Regions from separate parts of the Arachis hypogaea genome. Here region 2 is linked to region 1. Evidence: chromatin contacts called from public Hi-C data. All regions are on one chromosome and are shown on one strand. Each heading gives the region's core, a stretch centred on a gene start, on an enhancer-like site or on the middle of the called end of the contact. The rest is flanking DNA. Distances are from core to core; before and after follow the strand shown. Region 1 has its middle 23 kb from the start of LOC112755665. Region 2 holds the start of LOC112755667.

Region 1 (5,912 bases), core at 1,155-3,654:
TATAGGCCTCCATTCTCCGTTTTCATTCTCCATTGTCCAATATGATGTTGCATGAAGTTTGAAGTGTGTCAGCATAACCCAAGCTGGGTGCAAAAGCAACATGGCACTGAGATCATAGGGCCCATAAAAGAATACAAAAGAGGTCCCTGATCATAATTTCATACATTAGCAATGTCCTTATGTATAAAATACAACAATATGTGGGGGACCCTTTTCTTATTCCTATATGTCATCAACACCTCATCACTGCCCACAATATTTAAGTAATAAATAACAATCTCTTTAATTAATACGTACCTAATTACGTATGTATAGTGCCTCAAATGAGTATGTGTCATGCCTCATGTGTAGTTCTGTACGTACACTCACAAGTACATTCGCTTCTACGAATAGCAAATAGGAGACCTCCTCCGTCTATTTTTTTAGTTTTATTTTTATGAATAAATTATTAAAATAATATCGAAAAGTAAAAAATAAAAATAAAAAATTTAAAAAATACAAATAATAATTAAATATCTAAATGGCTTTAAAGTAATTAATAATATAAATTTTCAGGTATTATTTTTTAGTATTTATTTAAAATTATATATATAAAAACAAAAATAAAAGGTATTTTTCAAGGTAAAAGTTATTTTATAAACACAAAAATTCAATTATTGAATTATTTGTATAATATTTGTTTATATATATATATATATATATATATATATATATATATATATTCTATTTCATAATGTTTTATCAAATAAATTATTACTAGAATAATTAATTTTTCGCGACAGAATAATAAAAACTATGATAATAATAATCACATTTTATTACAATAATATAATCTTTTTTTTTATAAATCAAATACATATATTCTTACCCAAAAACTAATTAATAGCTTATTTCTTTTATATCAATATATAGTATAGTCGAATAAAAGCCCGCAAAAAGGAATGAAATAGGTTATTTTTTTTATATTGGATTGTTATCGGTGTTTTTTTATTAATATTATGATATTTTAATATAATATAATAATATATAATAAAAAAATTGTAAATATTAATTTTAAATAAGATAAAAAATTAAAAAAAATAAATAAAATCGTAAATTATGATTTTAAATAGGACAAAAAATTATAAATCAAAATTTTAATTTTTAAATATAAAAAAATTATAATTTATAAAATTATAAATAATAATTTTTTTTATTATATAAATTGTGAGTATCAATTTATATTATACATCATATTTCTAAAATATATCCATTTTAATTCATATAAACGTATTACATTGCTTTATTCATCATATAAAAAATAAGGTAGAAATTCAGATGGGATCGATTTCACGTGAAGTTGATAACTGAGAGCTGTTAGATGATTTAACTAAATTTTTATCTAACAGCTCTTAACTATCAACTTTATATAAAGTCGACTGCATTTGAGTTTTCACCCAAAAATAATTAGCGGATGAAATAAGAGAACTATAAGGTGTTGTTTAATTATTATGGATTTATGGATTTATATCACATCATTCACATGGTAGGCATAGTTTGTATTTTATTTTTTTGGAATATATTTATTGTTGTTTTAATATGGTAGTGTCCTCACAGCATCAGATTCTGATCTGAGTATGATGAGTACATATGCATGCCATGCCATGCCAATATATACTTTGCATAGATACGCCCCCCTGCTCTCCTCCCTCTTTACTTTCACGCGCGTCAACTGCGCGTCTCCTTCTACTTCTACTGCCATTTTGACCTAACATAAGTAATTCGCATTCAATTATACTACAGGTGAACATTAAATTAATAAAAAAAAAATAGGAAGCTAATGAAACAACAAGCACTTTGTATATAATTTAACTTTGAACTACTTAATTATTATTTAAATACTAATTTTTTTATTTAAATTACTAGGTCATTATTGAAACGAAGCTAATGACAAAGATTAAAATTAAAATTTTTAAATATATATTGTATAAAAAAATTTTAAATATACTTAAAATATCAATATTTCAATAATTGTAACTATTAATTTTAATTAATAGTTAAAATTAGTAGAACACAGTATTTGAAGTAGACTTAAAATTTGTGTGTTAGAAATTGGTAATAGGGTGAAAAAGTGGAGGAGGATGTGACATCATTGAAGCATGCAAAGAGTTATGAAATGAATCTATCAGAAGAAGAATAGGCATATGGCATATGTGTACATAGATAGCCACAGCGAATAGAGAAAGGGAGAGAGAGGTTCAACCTATTTTGTCTCCTTACTTACCAATAATACTATTGCTGAACATTATTAATTAATTAATAATAAAAGTTGAAAATAAATTGCAATGTGCCCCCTGGCATTGCTTAGAATGGGTCAGTACTGATGAGTCAGTATCCTCAGTTGTGCATGACGTAGTTAGTGGAGATACAAACACTCTGAAAAGCGTGCTTGCATTGGAAGCGTGTCATAGTGCTTCTGGAATTCAATGCCCAATATATCATTTTTGGATATATAATCTCTTAACTCTTAGCTTGGATTTTTCTTCATTTATTGTCTACGAAACTTCACGCTCATACTTCATGTGTGTGGAGGACCCCTAGTATGGACTAAGATAGTAATAGTATTGTATTATATGGCGGCACAAGTAGAGTATAAACACATTCTCCTATGCTATAAACAATACATTAATAAGGTAATCAAAACAGAGCAATATTATTTTCTAAAAAAAACATATCTTTTAAATTATTTTCAATTTTTATCTTTTTATATAAATATTTTTATAAAAGAATAATTAATAATTCACCCACAAAACAAGGAAAAAACGTACTAAGACTAATAATGATAAGAGGTGAAAAAAGATGAAACAGTTTGTTAGGCTCGCCCTAATTAAAAATAGGTCCAATCCCTAGGTCTAGGCCTCACAAAAGTCTAAAGCTGAATTGGTAAGTATTGAACTTATATTTTTTTTTATGCTCACAAGATCTTAGTCTAATAGTAATAATCTTTGTCTTGTAATATGTGTACTTGAGTTCAAAATTTAGTTGGAGATTAATAATAAAAAAATCCTTAGTATTGTATAGGGTTGGTATTGGGTAGGGTAGGATAGGGTTTGGATTCTACCTTAATTCTATCTGTAAGTTGAAAATTTTATTAAAACTCTACCCTACCTTATCTGCGATTTCTCAACCCTAACCCTACCCGCACCCTAAAGTTCTAAACCCTATCATATTCGCAGAAATATTAAATTTTTTAAAGTAAATATAAAATTCAATTATTTCAAATCTTATACATATTAATAACATAAAAAATAAAAAATTAATGCTCTAAATTACTAAATTAACTAACTAGTTTAGTGATTGTTCACTTATTGTAAGTCATTATATAAGGGAGGTTGTAGTTTAACTTTCACTTCCTTCACTATATACCTATTTTTTAATAAAATATATGTTATATATGAGATACAGATAGGGTATAATAGGGTACATCCTAAACCTATACCCTACCCTACTCACAGTGGGTCGGGTAGTCTATTATATTCGAACGGATTGGACCGAATTGGATACCCGCGGATAGGGTATGAATTGCCAGCCCTAGTATTGTAATGTGTATGATGTATATTTTGGTACTAGAATGGAATTAATGTATTAGAAATAAAATGAATGTGGATGGAGTACGAAGAGGAATAGGAATATAGGAACAGGAGTGTGAATCGTGATGGGGTGAGAGCTGTCAATCGAGGGACCTGAGGGAGGGTGTCCGTACAAAACGTTCATGTGTTCAGAGACTTCACAGCCCCATCATTGTCTCAATTATCATCCTCACCCCTCAACACACACATCTACTCATCTATATCTATTTATACTACTATTTACTATATAATTAGAATACTAAAAAGGTTTGGTGAATCATTTTTTATTTTTTATATATTCTTCACCTAATAAGGATATAATTTGTAAAAATAAAAATTATTTTTCTTATTAATCAATAGTATATGGTCTCATGAATTATAGGTTTTTTTATAAAAAAAATAAAAAATAAAAGTTTAAATTAATATATAATTAATACTCTCATTTTACTCATTTTTTGACAAATAAAAAGAGAGAATAGTAATTGATTTGTTTATTTTTTTTATGTTAATTACAAAATTATTAATCATATATAATATATAGAATTTTGATCTTAGTTTTTATAATTTTTTGGTTTTAATTCAAAGAAATTTAAAAATATTTTTTAAATTCTTTTTGTTAATTTATACTGTTAACTATGAATTAATAAGCTAAATAATTGTTTTAGATCAAAACTTTTTTCCAAAAATAATATTGAGCCAGCAGAGGGTGTATATAATCTCCAGCAGAGGTGTATATAATATGCTGTTGTGGGACACAATTTACAAAACTGTCAATGATAAATTGTATTTTGTTGACGGTTTTTTTTTATAAAACGTTACTGATATTTTGTGCTTTTAAATTTTTTTTTGGATAAAATATCATTGATAGATTGTATTTAAATTGTGAATGAATTATAGTTTAAATAATATAGTCTTTCCATACTTATTTAAGAGATTGTAAGTTTGAATTTCTCTATCTTTAGTAAAAAAAATTGTATTTAAATTAAAAAAAAATTTTCACGTACATATAAAACATGTCAATTAGAAAATAATTATTGTGAAAAACATCAAATAACTTCTACTAACTAAAAAATTCAGATATTATTTTTAATATAAAAATAAAAAATATTTTAATTGAATATTAATATTTAAATTGTATTACAGTATTATAGATGTATAAAAAATATCGATATATGTGTCCAACATATATTCTGTATTTTGGCCAAAATTTTAACACGTATCCAATGCGCATTTTATGTGTTACAATACACATTCTATGTATTAATTCTCTATTTACAAAATTTATCTGTATATAATTACATCAAATAATTATATTTTTAATAAAAATATTAATATTTTTTTATATAAAAAAAATTAGTCTCTATTTTTTTTGAAAAAAAAATAAAATAATAAGATGAGAGAGGTTGGTGGATGTGATGCAGGCGTCACTCCCAAGCTAACGTACAAAACCTGGTCCAATATATGTATCCCTCGCTCGGTTCTTCATTGATGATGAAAGCTAGCTAGCATGATATATACATATAGATATAGACCCATTATTCTACACTAATTCTACATTTCTACGTAATAACTTAACGGAAAACTGTCTTTTTCTATTATCAGACGTGATGCAAAATATTTGTAGCTATTCAAACGTACACCTCTCTTGTAATTACTACTATTTTATTTTATTGAATTTGTTGCTAACAGTATTTTTACGCATCCAAATATTTTTATTAATTAAATTTAATTAAATTAATTTAAATTCAACAAAAATTATTTACATAACATACATGTAAATTATATTGTTTTTTTTATATTTTTTTTACATGTTTTTTCATAATTATCATTTTTTTATTATTGTTATTATTGCTGTATTTTTTTTCTTTTTTTGATAGCATAAATTGAGAATAAGAATGATGAAAAAAGTCAATTACAAGTAAATTAGTGTAGTTAAGGGTTGTTAAAATTAGTTATGGGTTACTAGAGTTGGTTATAACTATTGTCACTCCAACTCTCTATAAGTATTAGGATAATCACCTAAATGCAATTTGCTTGTGTATCATTTGAATAGTTAATCAAGTTTAGAAAACTCTATCCTTTTCAATTTTCTCTAAAGTTCTCTTTGTCTCACTCTCCATTTTCTTTTTTTTCTTTTTCACTGTCTGGTATCTTTCATGGTATCAGAGCTATCGATTATGATCCATCATGGCTAAAGTTATAGAAGTTTCATTAAATTTAGCTCTAAACTTTACATCGTCACCGATTTCTATGAAGCTCGATGAAAATAATTTTCTATAGTAGAAAGATCAAGCAGAATTCACG
Region 2 (5,912 bases), core at 1,192-3,691, 82 kb after region 1:
CCCAATCCCTAATAATACCCCAGCAAGCGCCTTTGCTACTAGGATAAATGACTGACCCATCTACATTCAATTTAGTCCAACCCCAATTTGGCGCCTCCCATCCAACAAGCTCCTCTCTGGTAAGATTTAGTAAGCTACTACTATGCTTTATTATGCTCACATTAATGTTATAATTTTCTGCAATTTTTTTTATTATTTGGTGAAGTTGATTGTTTGGTAGAGTCTCGTCCCTGAAAATGAAATCATTTCGACACTTTCAGGCTATGTTGCACACTGTGACGAAGATGATGGGCCATAGAGTCCCATACTGCTTTCGAGAGATCAAGGAAAGATTAGTACTAAGCCATTTCTGAAAGGATTGAGAGAAAAAATTTTTCTGCGTATCTCTGTTTATTATGCTAATCCATGCCGTACGGATGTAAGGCAATCGCGTAAGGCGTGGAGCACAGTCTCTTCCTCTCTACAGCATCTTGGACAATCGCTGTTGTCTGTGAAGTTTTTGCTCTTCCTTCTGCTGTTGGAGGCAAAGCTTCATAGGTAAGGAGCCAACAGAAGGTTTTCAAATGCTGAGGTAAGTTATTTTTTCAAAGCAATTTGTATAACCTGTTAGTATTCTCCTTGTTACTGAAAAGAGCCTCATAGGCTGATTTAATTGTAAACCTACTATTTGTTACTGGAAGCCACCCCACAGTGTCTACTCCAATGTCAGGATTGGGGAATTTTAAAATTCTAATGTGCTCTAGAACATCTTCGGGCAAAATCTGACTAATTTTTGTCCAATTCCAAACATTCTGAGAACTAATATAATCGCACAACATTTCGCCAAGCGTTTCTGCATCGAGGTTAATGGTAGCTAAGTCTCTTAATTTGTGAATTCCTGGGATCCAATAGTCCTCCCAAAAAGAAATACTCCGCCACATATTCTGCAAATTAGGTTCCCTTGAAAATTTTTCCAAACCTTTGTTATTCCAATCCAAGCGTTTGAGCTGTTGGTCTTCTTATGGACTTTGGGTATGATTCAGTTTCCTCCCGCATACTTTGCTCTCATCACCTGCACCCATAGGGAATCCCTTTTGTAGATTAAGCCCCAAGCAAGTTTCATAAGAAATAGTTGATTGGTCTCCTGCACCCTTCGAATCCCCGGTTCACCCTCCTCTTTTAGTTTGCAATTTTTCTCGCAACTAGAGATGGACATTTCTATCATCTTCGCTGCTACCCAATAGGAAGTCCCTACAGAATTTATCTACTTTAGCACAAACTGCCATAGGGATCTTCATAGTCTGCATGTAGTAACTAGGAATGGTTGATAACATCGATTGGATAAGGGTGCATCTCCCTACAAAAGATAGAGATTTTTTATTCCAACTAAATAATTTGGTTTGCATGCGGTCAAGAATGAACTGAAAATGACGCTGGTTACACTTCTCTGTGATCAAAGGTACTTCTAAGTATTTTTTCAGATTAGCCATCAGGGTCATTCGAAGCTCCTGACTTAGTTGCTGCCTAATATTATGATTAAAAAAATAGACACAAGACTTGTGGAAGCTGATTCTTTGTCCCGAGTTCTCGTAAAAAGTGTGTAAGGTCTCCTTAATCGTTCGCACTTGTTCGCTAGAAGTTTTAACAAAGAGAACCAAATCATTTTTAGGTCCATTTCTATAAATAGTTATTGGCTCCCTTTCTTTTATTAGCAACTAGTTTATTAATAAGGTGGGATAAACGCTTAACACACAGAATAAAAAGATAAGGTGAGAGAGGATCTCCCTGTCTAATCCCTCTGGTTGGGGAGAACGTCTTAGAGAGTGATCCATTTCAAAGGAGATTCATGGTGGGGGTAAAAATGCAATGGACAATGATATTAATGATTCCTTCTGAGATACTGACGTCTTTTAGAGTATCCATCAAAAAATTTCGGTTTTACCTATCGTAGGCTTTCTTCAGGTCAATTTTTATAGCCATGATTCATTTTTCTTGATTTTTACTACGCATGATGTAAACCATCTCTTGTACCACTAGAATATTGTCTGCACTTATTCTGCCAAAATTAAATTAGATTGAGTATTAGAATGTGTAAATGATAACATGTAATATGAATTCTATAGTTTGTATAAATTTAAAATAAGATACATATATAATTAGTTTAAAATTATTGCATTTGTATAAATATAAATCTTAAATATTTTATGAACTATGTTATGTGTATACTAAAATCAGCTATCAAAATCAGTCACTAGTATAAAATACATGCTGAAATATAAATACACGTTAAAAATAAATTAAATCACACATATATTTATACACAAATATATTAGTGACTGATTTTAATGTACAAATAGTATTTTTGATATTTTATTTAGGTAAATTATCCTTAAAAATATGTGATTCCTCTAATCTTGCCATTGATACTGTAGTTATAAATAGTTCAATTTTTCTTAAATAAAAAATTAATCTTAAACTGCATGTTTCTACCGACACCCCCCCATTGGTCTCTCTTCTCTTCTCTCGGATCCAATCAACCCAAATCTCGAAGCCCTAACCTCCTCTCGTCACGCTGCACTCGCCATCGACGTCGCCGTCGCCACCTCACCACCGCTAAACCCCGAATGTTCTCTCTTCTGCACCTACCGCTGTTTTGGGTCGGATCACCAGCTCAGGAAGCAAGGATTAGAGGAAGATGTTGTCGTCGCCCATGAGGTAGCCGCCGTTGTCGCCGCCGTCCAAGTCCACTGTTTGGGTGCGATTCGTTTTTACCTTTCCTTATAATCTTCATTTTTCTGCTTCTGAGTACGATGCAAGATTATAACTCCCATAAATTCCTTCTCTAGAATTCTTAGTTACTAATTTCAGCTTTTGTGTTTCGTTAATCACATTTTTGTTTCCTCTTGCTCTGTTCAAGACTTTAGCTCAAAAATCATTACCCTATCCAACAGTGTTTCTTCATTGACCGAGCTTGTTCCCTAAGGTTCTTTTCTCCCTAGGGATGATATTTGACCGGAAGATTGTGTTGGAGTTCTAGCACTGTTAATATTTCAAATTAGTTCATGATTACTTCAACATGTGCTATTTTGTTCGCTTTAGTATTAATCTTTGATCTGCTTTTATAATATGACTAGTTGAGCTGTTTATGTAGCCTTATATTAAGTTGAAAGTGAGGAAATTTTGTCTGGTTGGTCTAAACAGAACACAGCAAGGTGTATATTTTTGAGACTCGTGGAGGCTTTGTTTTGGGGTATACTAATCAATTTGTGTTCACTTTTTATGACCAAGTGTTGTGGTTTTTCCAATGGTGTATTTGATGATAGTGCAGTGGTACGCCAATTACAACTGAAATATTTTACATCAACTTTGTTTGATATTAATATATGAAAGATGATATAATAAAGCTTATGATTAGACTTCTTATCATTTTTGTCTTCGCTTGATATCTATTTGAGTTCTCTTTGTTAATGACTTCCTGTTAAGAAACTTTGAGGGTATGTTGATTTTGTTTTTGTTTTGGTTTTGTATTCTGGTAATAGTGATGCTGATGTGAATTCTCAGTAAGTTGGTAGATTTTTCCTATAGCTAATTGCATCACTATTAGCCTATTATTCACATTTTGTATGTGGATCAGGGTTTAGAAGGCCACAGTTTGAGGAATATTTGGCATCGTGTTCTGTGCATGAGATTATAAGGCAGTTTATTTGCAACTTGCTGATTTACGTCAGAAGCTCCAATAATGGCTGGAATAGCTATACTTCTAGACCTGTGGAGGAAAAACCAAAACTTTGGCTCTGGTTTGCACTCTCCACAACCCTTTCAGTCTTCTGCCTTTTTCTCTGCCTCTGCTGCTGTTGGTGCTGCAGCTTCCTTTGCTGCTGGTACCACTGGCTTTGCCTCAAGGGCTTTTTTTGGGTATGCTCTTCTGCCTCCATTTGTCTATACAGTCATTCTTGTTATATGGATGGATAATGAATTTACTTTGTTGTGGATATGGGTATAAAATATAAGAGAATACATGATTACTTTTTTATATTTGATTTGGCATTTGGATGTTGGAAAATTAAGCTGTTTTTCATAATGGGTTTTTGGAGATTTAGCAAGCTGATTTCAAGATGTTGTTTATTTATTTATGTTTTACAAATTTGGACAAGTTGCAATTGTTTAAAGACTTATTTACGAGGTAGTAAAAAATTCTTAGATTTAAAGAATGTCATAACTTTGAACTGTTTCCACGTTTTGAATCTTTAAGCTGATTTATTATTGAAAGTATATATAGACATAGGGGATTTAAATTGTAGGCTATTAAAGTTGTTAGAATGGAATTGCAGACAAACCTGGACAGGGGTAAATGAATTTCATCGACCTTCTATGGTCTTGTCTACTCTTCGTTACAATCAATAATGCTGTTGTCTATTCTACTGTGGTTAACCTTGAGCAACTAGCATATGTATTTCAAGAGTCTTTCCACTTGAATTTCAGGTCGCCAGTTGCTTATTGCGATGCTGGTGCAGCAGTATCTGAAGATTATATTTCTGGTCTACAAAGTGCTTCTAAAGGGATTTATAATAATGATGGTTCTCTAAGATATAGTACTACCAAACACTACAATGTGGAGCTTAAGCCTCTATTCTCTGCTTTTGAATTTAGGCCTTTGATGATGACATCCCTAAGGTCATTCTTAATGTTCTATTTGCCTCTTTTGGAGCCTCGTGCTGAAATGGAAGATGACGATTTCCTTGAGGAGAGGGAAGAGCAGCCGACTGATCTGGTTGTCCCCTTCAAGAAATCAGTGAAGCAAATCATCCGTGAGGTGTGATTTTATTTATCCTTCTTTGTCTATTCTTTGTTCAGCCAATTATTTACTAGAAATATTCATAATTTATGAAATTGATGAGTGTGTTTGTCATTTATTATTAGTGGCAATGATGTTTCGCTGTTAGGATATCCTATCTCTGATTTCTATAAGCCTCCTTGTCATCATACATAGGTAGATGATCATGTTAGGGAGTGGATCCTCAATTTTTTTTCTCTCAATTTTTTTCTATAACCATTCAATATCTTCTTTCACATATTTTCTCTTGGTCCCACTTAAAGAATGTAAGGTGAGAGATCACACTTTACCAAACAATTGAGGGGAAAAAATTGAGAGGATCCATTCCCTATGGTATTCAACGCAGACAGCATGTGTTTGATTACTAAACCAGGCTTTTGATTTGACATATGGAATTTAGCAAATGAGTATACCACCATTTTGACCCTTCAAATTCTGTTTTTGACAAAATGCACCCCCTAAAGAAATGCTATCGTGGCCCCCCAAAGATTAGTTTTATCTTACAAATTGCACTAGATATTTATTAGCTTAGGGAGCCACGATGGTGGTTCATTCTTGGCAAATTTTCGAACTTCTATACATTCAACAGTAACAAACACTGGGTATTTGTAGTTCACACTTAAAGCAGGGTAGTAGCCCTTGGTTTAAAATTGTTTCAGTAACACACAAACATCTGAAATTTTTGTCAATATGTGACTGCACTTTAATAAGCATGACGATGATTGGTTTTGCTATTTTGACAATTCAAAGTTCAACAATTTTGATCGAGTGTAATAAAGGTGTCGGTCCACAAATTCTCTCTCACTTTTTCTATTCAAATGTTGCAAACTATTAAGAAATTACAGACACTTTAAACTAAAGTTTCAAACTATTTACAGAAGTTAAAGTATTCAGAAATTACAGACAGTTTAAATTTCATTGATGTTTCAATCTATTTGCAAAGTTAAGAAGAAAACTTTTTGGTATATACAACTTTGAGTTGTCGAAATAACATTTCTGTTTTTGAATGGTGCTAATTGACAAAAACATAAGAAGCAACCCATAATGTAAGTATAGCAATCCATCTCTGGCTTTCCATCCATGCTATTGACCTTGTTTA

Evidence for each region. A called contact is a pair of places that touch in the nucleus more often than the background predicts.
Region 2: a contact with region 1 is called in a Hi-C map of an unstated tissue, with 5 times the contacts expected there. The contact joins the promoter of LOC112755667 here to the enhancer-like site in region 1. A contact is called at or near these places in 5 of 8 Hi-C or Micro-C datasets (leaf and an unstated tissue).

The regions. Positions count from the first base shown.
Region 1 is chr6:110,468,182-110,474,093 of arahy.Tifrunner.gnm2.J5K5, forward strand. No RefSeq gene overlaps it. Among protein-coding and RNA genes, the nearest start is that of LOC112755665, 23 kb to the left of the region's middle. Within about 2 kb of position 2,405, at least 2 of the 3 cell types and tissues checked have open chromatin away from gene starts, as enhancers often do.
Region 2 is chr6:110,550,574-110,556,485 of arahy.Tifrunner.gnm2.J5K5, forward strand. LOC112755667 reads left to right here and starts at 2,442. Exons shown (of 7, transcript XM_025803904.2): 1 at 2,442-2,734; 2 at 3,614-3,894; 3 at 4,462-4,792. The coding sequence starts at 3,719.